Regions from separate parts of the Macaca mulatta genome. Here region 2 is linked to region 1. Evidence: chromatin contacts called from public Hi-C data. All regions are on one chromosome and are shown on one strand. The core of a region is the stretch at or near the end of the contact, and the rest is flanking DNA. Distances in the headings are between cores, read along the strand shown. Region 1 overlaps NEDD4L (NEDD4 like E3 ubiquitin protein ligase). Region 2 holds the start of NEDD4L (NEDD4 like E3 ubiquitin protein ligase).

What was found. A called contact is a pair of places that touch in the nucleus more often than the background predicts.
Region 2: a Hi-C map of fetal cortex germinal zone shows a contact between it and region 1, with 2.3 times the contacts expected there. The contact joins the promoter of NEDD4L here to the enhancer-like site in region 1. A contact is called at or near these places in 9 of 14 Hi-C or Micro-C datasets (CD4 T cells, blood, cortical neurons and 5 more).

The regions. Positions count from the first base shown.
Region 1 is chr18:22,887,006-22,892,164 of T2T-MMU8v2.0, forward strand. All of the region lies in intron 1 of NEDD4L (NEDD4 like E3 ubiquitin protein ligase), which reads right to left. Among named protein-coding and RNA genes, the nearest start is that of NEDD4L, 73 kb to the right of the region's middle. Within about 2 kb of position 2,301, at least 16 of the 40 cell types and tissues checked have an H3K27ac peak or open chromatin away from gene starts, as enhancers often do. A contact at or near this core is called in blood, where this site is marked.
Region 2 is chr18:22,958,672-22,963,478 of T2T-MMU8v2.0, forward strand. It overlaps NEDD4L (NEDD4 like E3 ubiquitin protein ligase), which reads right to left and starts at 3,423. Exons shown (of 27, transcript XM_077974748.1): 1 at 3,090-3,423. The coding sequence starts at 3,137.

The sequences.
Region 1 (5,159 bases), core at 1,051-3,550:
GACGTCGGAAGGCCTTGTCTTTACTCTTCCTGGTGCATTTCATTTCACCCCCTGCCACTCTCCATCCTTGCTGTCCGGCCTCAACATGGATTTCCACCTTTCTAGTTGGGCAGCCCAATCTGACAGACATCAAGGCAGCCAGAGAGGGTTCATGGGTTCTGAAGAGAGCAGGCGAGGAAAGATCCAGAGACCAGAGAGGCCGATCCTGGCAAGGAGACTTCTTCCTTAAAGGATCAACAGGCAGAGGGAAGATCTTCAAAGACGATTAAGGAGGATTATCAGATGGCTTGCTTCACAATGCGATATGCGCCAACCTGCTGCAGAGGGAGATTAAAGGGGGCCTGGGGAGCCAGATAAGAACGGGCCTTGGTGCTCGACCCTGGTTGCTATGAGAACCACCCGGGCAGCTTCTAAGCAAACCACCAATGTCCAGGCCTGCCAGCCCCAGACCAATGAAGTCAGGTGTGAGCCCCAGGGCATGGGGACAGAGCTAGGGTTTTAAACCTCCCCCAGGTGATTCTAATGTGCAGCCCAAACTGAAAACCACTGGGCCAAACCAACAGCTAGGGGAACTGAACAGTAACACAGGGTACGGCAGGGGCTGCAAACTCTTGGTCGTCCAGCCCCAGTTGGCTGCATCCACTTGTTATAAAGCTACACCGCTTAACTTAGTGACATTCACCAGCAATTTCTGCAGCTAAGGACAGAGAGAACACACCAGGGCCATCTGGGACAGCAGGTCAGTGGATCGGGTTAAACGTGTGTGCTATGACTACAAAGGCACTGCAGCAGCTGCTGCTGAAGGAGTCCAGGCTGATAAGCGATTCCGGAACACAAAACACCAGAGAGACTCCAGGGAGGCCCAGAAACCAGGCTGGGGGCAGGAAAGGACCTCACAATAGCCTGGGTGCCTTTTTCAACACAAATGGATACAGGTGCCCACACCTCCTCCTACCTCCCCCATTGCTCTGGCCCTTGGGAAAGTGAGCAGGCAACTGGACTTCGGCAAAGCCCTCCCAGGCTTCCACGCCCTGCACCCCACGAGAATGACTAGAACAGAAGGGAAAGATGGGGACAACAGGAAGGTGGGGTGTGAGGGGTAAGGTTGGAGAGGGCAGATTGCAGAGACTAAGAGCTTAGAGGTGAAGTATCTTCAATGAAGACAGTGGTTTGGATTAAAGAGAAGGAAACATTATTGCATTTACTTCACTGACAAAATACGAGGACAGTGTATTAGCAAGCACAGCCACAGGGCTATCAAGAGCCTTTAGGATGACCCTGGGACCTGGGTAAGGACAAAATCCAAGACCCAGAAAGGTAGTAGCAGGTGGTGTGAGTTAAGGTCAGGACCTTCAAGAGCAGCTCAGTTCAGCTTGAGGGGCTGAAGAGGATCTGGAATCAGCGCTCACCCAGGGAACAAGAAATGTCAGCACTGAGTGCGACGTCAGCTCCCCCCCCCCCCCCCCCCCGCTGGGACACAGAGGCCTTCCCTGGAGAGAGGGGGAAAGTGTGTCCTTCCTCAGCTGGGAGACGAAGAAATCAGACGGGCTTCTCTTCGCTCTAGTGATTTGATAAGTATTTCAGGACATTTTCAAAGATTCGGTGCATAAGATTTGGCAACCCCCACCCCACCACATACACACACTCACACACGCACACAAACAACGACGACGAAACAAAAAAAAAGAAAAGGGAGGATGAAGAAGAGAGAGGAGGAATACAGGTCCCTAGAGTGGCAAACACTGAAAAGCAGCAGTGCAGTTCTTACGATTTTTATTTTAATAAATAGGATTTTGTAAACAAATTGTTAAACACAATCACTGATGAAGAAGACCTTCTAGTTATAACTACAAACGAGATGAGAAAATAGGAAAAGCCACAAGTTTGCTTCACCAATTTCAGTTTCCATTTTTATCTACTCATAAACGTTCAGACCACAAATTCTGCATCCACAGCCTCACGTCACAGGCATCATAAGCACCTGACAAGTGGTTACTGCGCAAGCAGCGCCTTACCAGAATCCGGCAGGATACGTAAGAGCATGTGCATCTTGATAACCATGTGTTCGCCAAGAGATCTGTGTGTTCACTGACACGGCAGATGTGAATTCTGAGTCATACACAGGTTAAGGTTCACTCTAACTTGGCAATGCCGGCCGAGCTTCTGGGGTTATTGCATGAAGAAAAAGGGAAGGGAGCTAGTTAAATCATCTTGAGGGGACAAAGAAATGTGGGGTGGTGCAGTCTCCAGTGTCAAGTCCATTCCTCCTGCTGGGCTGTCATTCACACTAACCACACTGGAGCAGCTGTTCTAAAAAATGAAAGCAATGCCTGAATACAGCAGAGACAGGCACTACCCAGAGGTTAGGAGAGGGAAGACTTCTCCTGGCCGCACTGACAAGGAAGACGGGAAACATTCTATACGCTCTGTGTCACGGTCAAAGCTGTTTGTTGGGGTAACCATGAGCCATGTTTGCTACATTTCAAACAATCCCAGGGAAACTGGTTCAAAGACAATTGTGAAGGGATGAGGATGGTTTTCCCACATACAGACCTCTGGTCTCATTAGCTTATAATTTTACCTTTTCCACTGTAATGTGGCTCCCCAGTAAAGAATGAAAAATGGCTGACTGCTTCCCATTTATTCCCGTAAATAAAGATTAACACGCAGAAGCAACGTGGCTGACATCCAAACTCAAAAGTGTACTCAAATCAAAGTCGAATATGATAAAAAGTAAATTGATTGTGCATTATCTTGAACATAAAATATTCTGGATGGTAATGAGGATGAACTGTTTCTCCTGCTCCAAGGCAGCTGGGCCTGGAGGTATTCTACATCCTCAGTAATATATGTGCTGATTTACATTAGTGTCTGGAACCATGACCTTAAATGAATCCGTAAAAAACAAAGCACTCGAGCAAAGAAGAGGCGGTTCTGCAATTGCTCCAGATGAGGAAAATCTGTCTGAAAATTCTTAGTTCATTCCTCAACTGTTTACTAAGCATTTGCTTTCTCCTAGGTGTGTTAGGAGCTGCTGCTTTCTTACTCCTGAAATTCCCTTCTAGATGGAAGAAGCTCTGTCCAGCATATTCTTCCTGCCTCCCCCACCCTCACGCACTCCAACCAGGGGAAGAAAGAAGGGCCAGTGTTGGCAGGAGTTTGGGTAAAGAACTGGCTGTGCCAAGCCAAGCCCCGCCCCTTGCTGTATTTTATCCTCCATGAGGAGATCAGTCCAAAGGATGGACCATCAGTGTGAAGACGCAGCTCAAGCCCATGCTGGCACTGACCGGGGCGGGCACGGGGGAGGTTAAGTCTGCCTAATTCCATATGCTGTGTTAGGAAGCCCACTGGCCTGGCCATAGAAGCCACATTCCCCTATGTTAAGCCTTTGCACTAACAAAGATGATGCTCTGGTCTCCCTCTGCAAATACTTTTGTTATTTCTCTGGTGAAATGTACTTACTGGACCAGTAAAAACTCAAAAGTTTGAGTCCTTTGAGCCTAAAACTGTGCTGCTGCTGTGTAGGGCAGTACAGTTTACAACCCATGAGCTGGCCCCAAATTTAGGGTGCATTAGCCTCACCTGGAGGGGTTATTTTAAATTGCAAAGTCCTAAGACCCAGGCCATAAATTCTGACGCAGCAGATCTGCAGAGGGCTCAGAAATCTGCACCTGGAAGAACCGCAGCTAAACCAAAACCACATTATGAGAAGGCATTGGAAAAAATTCATGGGTCTCTATACCTCTGAGCTTTAAAACAAAAACACAGCATTTTAATAAGTCTGATTTTCCACTTCCAAAAAATTAAATGATTTTATGGTTGATTTGGCGATCACAGAAAATGCTTACAGGGCAAGAAGACTGGAGTAAGAAACGCAATTCTGAGCGTGCTGTCTGGAAGAAGCACTGTAATCAAACGACCAGGTGGTCACTGCGTTCTATCAGGATGTCAGCCTAAGTTAGCCACAGCCCAAGGAGGCACACTGGGGTGAGTGCTGGGTCCTTGCACAGGCACGGGAACCACTGAGAAGGACACAGGAGTTTTGGGGAAAAGTTGGCTGTACTGGGTTTGGTCAAGCTATCCAAAAATCATCAGGCCTAAACATGCCTTGCTCCTCCGACAACATCAATTTCCAACCCAAATTTAAAGTTAACAAACGTAGAGTGTTCTCTAGGGCCTGTCAGACACACTGTATTGATTTTGCTAACCTCTTAGCAAGGGAAAAATAATCCTATTCCAACATCTATAATGTCAAGTTTGCACAAAAGGTGAAGTTAAAACTTACTCTGTATTAATAATATTCCTGGAAGTGCTCCCCTCTGTCAACGTTTGGCTCATGTCCCAGGTGTCCCCACTGCATTGCTGCACAACACAAGACAGGACACACATTCCCTCCATTTAGGCAGCAGTTCAACAGAACTAACAGGAGAGCACGAGTCAGTCTTTCAAAAGTCCAAAAATCCTCAATCCCCATTCTCAATTCAGACCAGGTTCCCAGGCTCCTTCCCCACCAGAGTTCTGGAAATTAGAATCCAGTATTTCTCAACAACTTCTCCAAGTATAAGAAATTTAAACTCATCTTGAGAGGACTACTGGGTTCCCTCTGAGTATTTTAACATCCTGCATTAATGAGGAAAATGCAACTAACCTCCTATGTTTCCTGAGCAGACTCGTCTTCCTGAAAAACCTGAACATAAGCAGGGAATTGCATCTCCCCTAGGGCTGCTTTAAAAACCTCGGCCACTTACTACAGTGGATTCCCAGAAGGCAACTGGACTCCATGATTCTAAAGCACCTACTGTGGGCACAGAACAAAAAGAAAAAAAGAAAGAAAAGAAAAACATCTCAGGCGAATACCAATAGGATCGGCAAGAAGATAAAGGCCAGTGAGCCAGGTTCACAATATCAGACGCCTAAGGTTTAGCCTGCCACTGCCGCAGGTGGAATGACGGTCCCCCAAGATGCCCAAGTCCTAATCCCCAGAACCTGTGACTAGGTCAGGTTACACAGAAAAGGGGTATTAAGGCTGCAGATGGAATTAAAGTTGCTAATCAGCAGACCTTAAAATAGGGAGATTATCCTGGATTATCCAGATGGACACAATAGAATCACAAGGGCACAATGAAAGCGCAAAGGGAGGCAGAAGGAGAGCATCCCAG
Region 2 (4,807 bases), core at 2,173-4,672, 73 kb after region 1:
AAGTGTTCTGATTCCAAACCAAATGTGATTTTGGGCCATGGATCAGAAGTTCTGTAAACTGCTAATCCCTCCAACACCAAAAGTACTTCATCTGACGGTTTTAAATCTGGCTACCTAAAATGACATGATTTAAATCAGGATAAATATGAATTATAACTCACCAGAGAAACCTCCGCCTGAAACACACAGCAAAAATTAAATAGCACATACATTCACACAAACACAGCCCACATCTCAACCCCTTACCTTCTACAGAGGGGACAGACATCTGCTGATGATGCAAGGAACAGCACCAAAGCCTCTGCTTTGGCATCCCCATTTTCTGGGTTCATGCAATGCTTCATCAACAGCAGTGCAGAGAGCTCAACAGTCTTTATGAGCTGGGACATAACTAGGTGCACTCCAAACCTATCATGCTTTTCATCAATCTCAAATCAAAATACAAATCTACTTTGAAGAAATGTGGTAGGTATGAGTGTCTACTTTGCTAAAGGGTTTATGAGGTCACTCGTCTAAATAGCGGTCAAAATCTCTTCATATGGGATATTCTGCAGCACACCAGGCCTACGAGCTGAAGTGCACCCATACTTAATACGCCTTGGAAGAAAAACCCTGCCGTTTGCTTCAGCGGGCATTCTACTTTCAGAGCCTGCTAAAACCTTCCATTGGTTTTTCTTACACATACTAATTCAGGGACACAAAACAAGCTGTGCAAATTCAACAATTTGTCGTTAATATTCTACGAAGGCATTCCCTGATTCTCTGAAGGGCAACCTGACAGCATGAAACCGCCCATGAAAAACAAATACCACTGAAATGTGAAGTCATCAAAACTGCCCTCGCTTATTTTTTCACTGGTAGGAGAAAGTTGAAAAAGGAAGACAGATGAGACTCATCTTGTGTAATACAATGTGTGTGCAACTAAATATTACCAGCGACATGGCAATAAATAGATAATAAAAGGTGTCTTCCTCACCTCTTGCTATTTCCTATACAGCCCCAAATTCCCTTCTAGCAACATGCAGGAGTGAACCCAGTCACATGCCAACACACACTCGGACTCTGTTTACATTCCAAGCTTCACTTTCACACTAGACACCAGTTATGATGATTAGTAGTGACTCCTGTAGACAAAAGTGGCAAGATGTGCTCTAGGTAGATTCTGACACTCACTGCCAATGTAAATAAAGCATAAACAACAGTGACATTAACGTGTTTTATTTATCCAGTTGCACTTCTCAAAACATTCTTAAAATCCTTTTTTCGGGGAGTTTTTACAAATAATCATGTTATTAAAACATTTTTTAAAAGAACCTAGGATGAAATGCAGCTGTCCTCACCCCCACGCCCCCCCCCCCCGGGCCCCGCAATACGTCAACCCAAGTAGCCCCTTTGTTTAGGAATGTCCGTGTCTCTGCAACTCTAAGAGCTCAGGGCCTGCCCTCTACTGCCACTAATTAAATGGAGAAGTAAAGGATGCAAGCGAAAGCTCCTCAAAGAGAGAAGCCAGGAGGGAGAGAGGAGAATCCCCCGGGGTCAATGAAACAATGCTACTTTTCACCTATCCCCAGGTAGTTACACAAAACGGGAAATTATTTTACAAAAGCACAGCAAGGCAAAGTAATCAAACACACAAATCACACATTATTTGCACTGTGATCATTCTTTGATCAAATAAATACATCAAGCTTTGCCTAGCACCGCTAACAAAACAATTCATACCCCAAACACCCTTCCCACCCCAAAATACCTTTCATTCCACACTTACGTAGCACACAGGCACACACACACTATGCCAGAGTAGGAGAGCTGCAGAGAGCGGAGCCATAACGCGAGCCTGTCTCAGATAATAGCCTTTCTTCCAACCCCACCCCCATCACGAGAGAAAGAGAGAACCTCTGAAAAGAAAGGAGGGAGGGAAAGAAAGAGAAATCGAGAAAGCCTGAATTTCCAGGCATCAACTTTTCATGAAATGCACAACCAGGATAGGAAATACCTCCCTGCTGAGTAATGCTTCTTGGGTTGTAAATTCACCTCTCGAAAGGGTAGCCAGACCTGAGCGCGCACCCCGACAGATGGCAAACCACTCCTACCTGCTCCATCCAGCCTGCCTGTCACGCCGCGCCCGCGACAAGGGTCCCACCCCCCTTTTTGGCAGAGCAACATACCAGTAAGGGCCGAGGGTGGCTGGTCGAAAGAGGACTAGGCAGTGATTTAGAAGGACTGTTTCAAAAGGGGGGAGTGGGAGGCACGGAAGAGAGAGTGAAGGTAAAAACAAAGCCCTTTCCAGTGAAACCGACCGCCTGGAAGGCGTGGCTTATTCATTCGCTTTATTAATAAAAGAGATCAATTGAGCTTTCCTCTCCCCACCCACCCCGGAGGTGCCGGGCTTTGAATCCTCGGGAGGAAAAAAATGGCAGGGCTGCAAGCTTCCTCCCCAAGTTTGCAGGAGCACCTGCCACCAGCCTTGAACACCTCCCCCACCGAGGCTCCGAAATCCACAATCCTAGCCGTAGACTTTGCAAAACGAGGGGAGGGACACGCGCAGCGTGTCCCCCATTCCCGGCGGGATAAGCACGCACAGGCTTCTGAGCGCCTGCTGATCCACACAATCATGAGACAGAAAGTTCCAGGGGGAAATGATCCGGCTCCTCCGCAGCCCCGGGTCTCCAGCCGCGCGACCCAGACGTGACATGCATCATGGACTCCCGGGCTGCAGGGGCGAGAGGCGGAAAGTTGCCCAACAGCCCCAGGAGACGCTGCTTGGAGAGGAAGGGGGAAGAGACGAAGGGGGAAGAGAGGCGCGCGTGCCCCCTCCCTCCCCTCCCAAAAGCGAGGAGCGGCGGAGTGAACCCCCAGCTCCAAGGGCGTCGCGCCGCTTTATTTACAAACAATGCGCTCGGCTTGAGGAGGATGGGGGATGCGGAAGGACCCAAGCTCCCCTCGATCCCGCTCCGGGGCCCTCCCGCTTTGGGGCTCCTGCAGACGCCGGGTACGAGCACCCCGGGGGCGGCCCCTTTCCCCTCCCCCTGCCGGCGCGGGACAGGAACTCCCTGGGGAGTCCCGGGCAGGAAGGGGGTGCCACTCACCTCGTCTTCGGAAAGTCCATAGACCGGCTCCCCGAGCCCGGTCGCCATGGAGCCGGCGACCCGCGCGGGGTCCGGGGCGCTCCCGGCTGCTATGCTGCGGCGCGGGCGGCCGGGTCTCCCCTCTGCCTCCAGGTCCCCCGGGTCCCGCACCCTGCCCTGCGCACGCCCTGCCGGGGAACCGGCCGGGCGCCGGCAGGTGAGGGTGCCCGAGCGCGCGCCCCGGCCGCTGCCGGCGCCGCTTCCTCCCGGAAGGCTACGGGACCAGCGGGCCGGCGGCTCCCGAGAGCGCGCCGAGCACCCAGCGGCAGCCCCGGCGCCTCTCCCTGCGCGCGGCGGCGGCGCAGAGCCCGCCGGGCTTTCCCTCCCTGCGGCCCGCGCCTCCCTCCCGCCCCACGGCTCTCCGCCCCTCTCCGAGCCTCCTCGCGCTCCCGGGGACCCGGCTCGCCCGCCTCCTCGCTAGCGCCGTCCGGGCCCCCGCTCTCTCCGCCCCCTCCTCCGCCTCCTCCCACCGGCGCCGCGAGGGGACCCTCCCCGCTCGTCGGGGCGGGCGCACGCGCCCCCCAAGCCAATCACAAGCCGGGCTGGGGAGAGGGCCGCGGGCTGCGGGGGTAGCGGAGTTCAGCCCCACGCCCACCCCGGCCCGGGGCCTCCAGCGCGGCGCGGTGGGGGTCACCCCGCCGCTAGGCGGGTCCGCAGGGGCGTGTACGGGCGCGCTTGGCCGGCGCCGCCGACCCTCCCTCCCCTCCCAGTTTCCCTCCGCTTAGGGGAGGGGGCGCGCTGGACGTTTGGGGGCGATAGAGGCTTTTGCGAACAATAACAAAAACGCCCTGAGCGTTTCTTCCTCCCGGTGGTCTTTTTACCAAGAGCCCTGAGCTCGCTGTTAACTGGGAAAAGGGGAAAAGATGGATGTTTCTAGACCCCTTTAAATTCTTTGCAGCCCCGGCGAGCAGGACTTGGCTACATTGTCAGCTCCCGGGAGCAAGCCGCCCGGCCCGGCCGCCAGCCGAGGAGAGGCTGCCCCAGTGTGGCCGCGAGTCGCCATTGCCTGTGTCAACCTTGTAGGGAACAAAACCAACATAGCGCCCGCCCCGAGTACACACCCACCCACACGAAAACATACAGCATGGTTCTTTGAATAAAAGGCAGTTCATTTTTGAGCCGCAACGTGAAATATCAAACTCAAGCTTAAGGTTATCCTTTGCATACGCAAACGATCGAGACGTCTTATTAGCCACCGTAGGATTCTTCCCACGTCCCAGCTACTGTTTCTCTAGCAAGCAGTTCATTTAATCCTTCCGATTTATAGGACTGCAAGAGACTACTTTAAATAAGTGAAAGAAATTCGTCAGTCTACTTTTTCAGGAAGCCTTTCCTTAAATTTAGATGTTAAGTGCAGTTGTGAGTTCAAAAAGAAACAGACGCAGAACATTCCATTTGCCTTTGAAAAGGAAACATCAAAGTGCCTACTTGGGTATTACCAGGATGCATTTAGGATTTTCATTCAAGGAAGTTAAGAGAGAACTCGCGTGACCTGAAAGAATCATCTTCCTCGTTGCCAGCTACATAACTAAATATCTGCTGTTTGCCTGCTAGTTGGTTTTCAAAAGAGCACACCCATCCTACCTTAAGCTCTCCTTTGCCTCCCTGCAACATGACTGGCTTAAAACCTGTGCCGCAGAATGGGTTTCCTTTGAAGACTAAGCCCCATGGAGTCAACA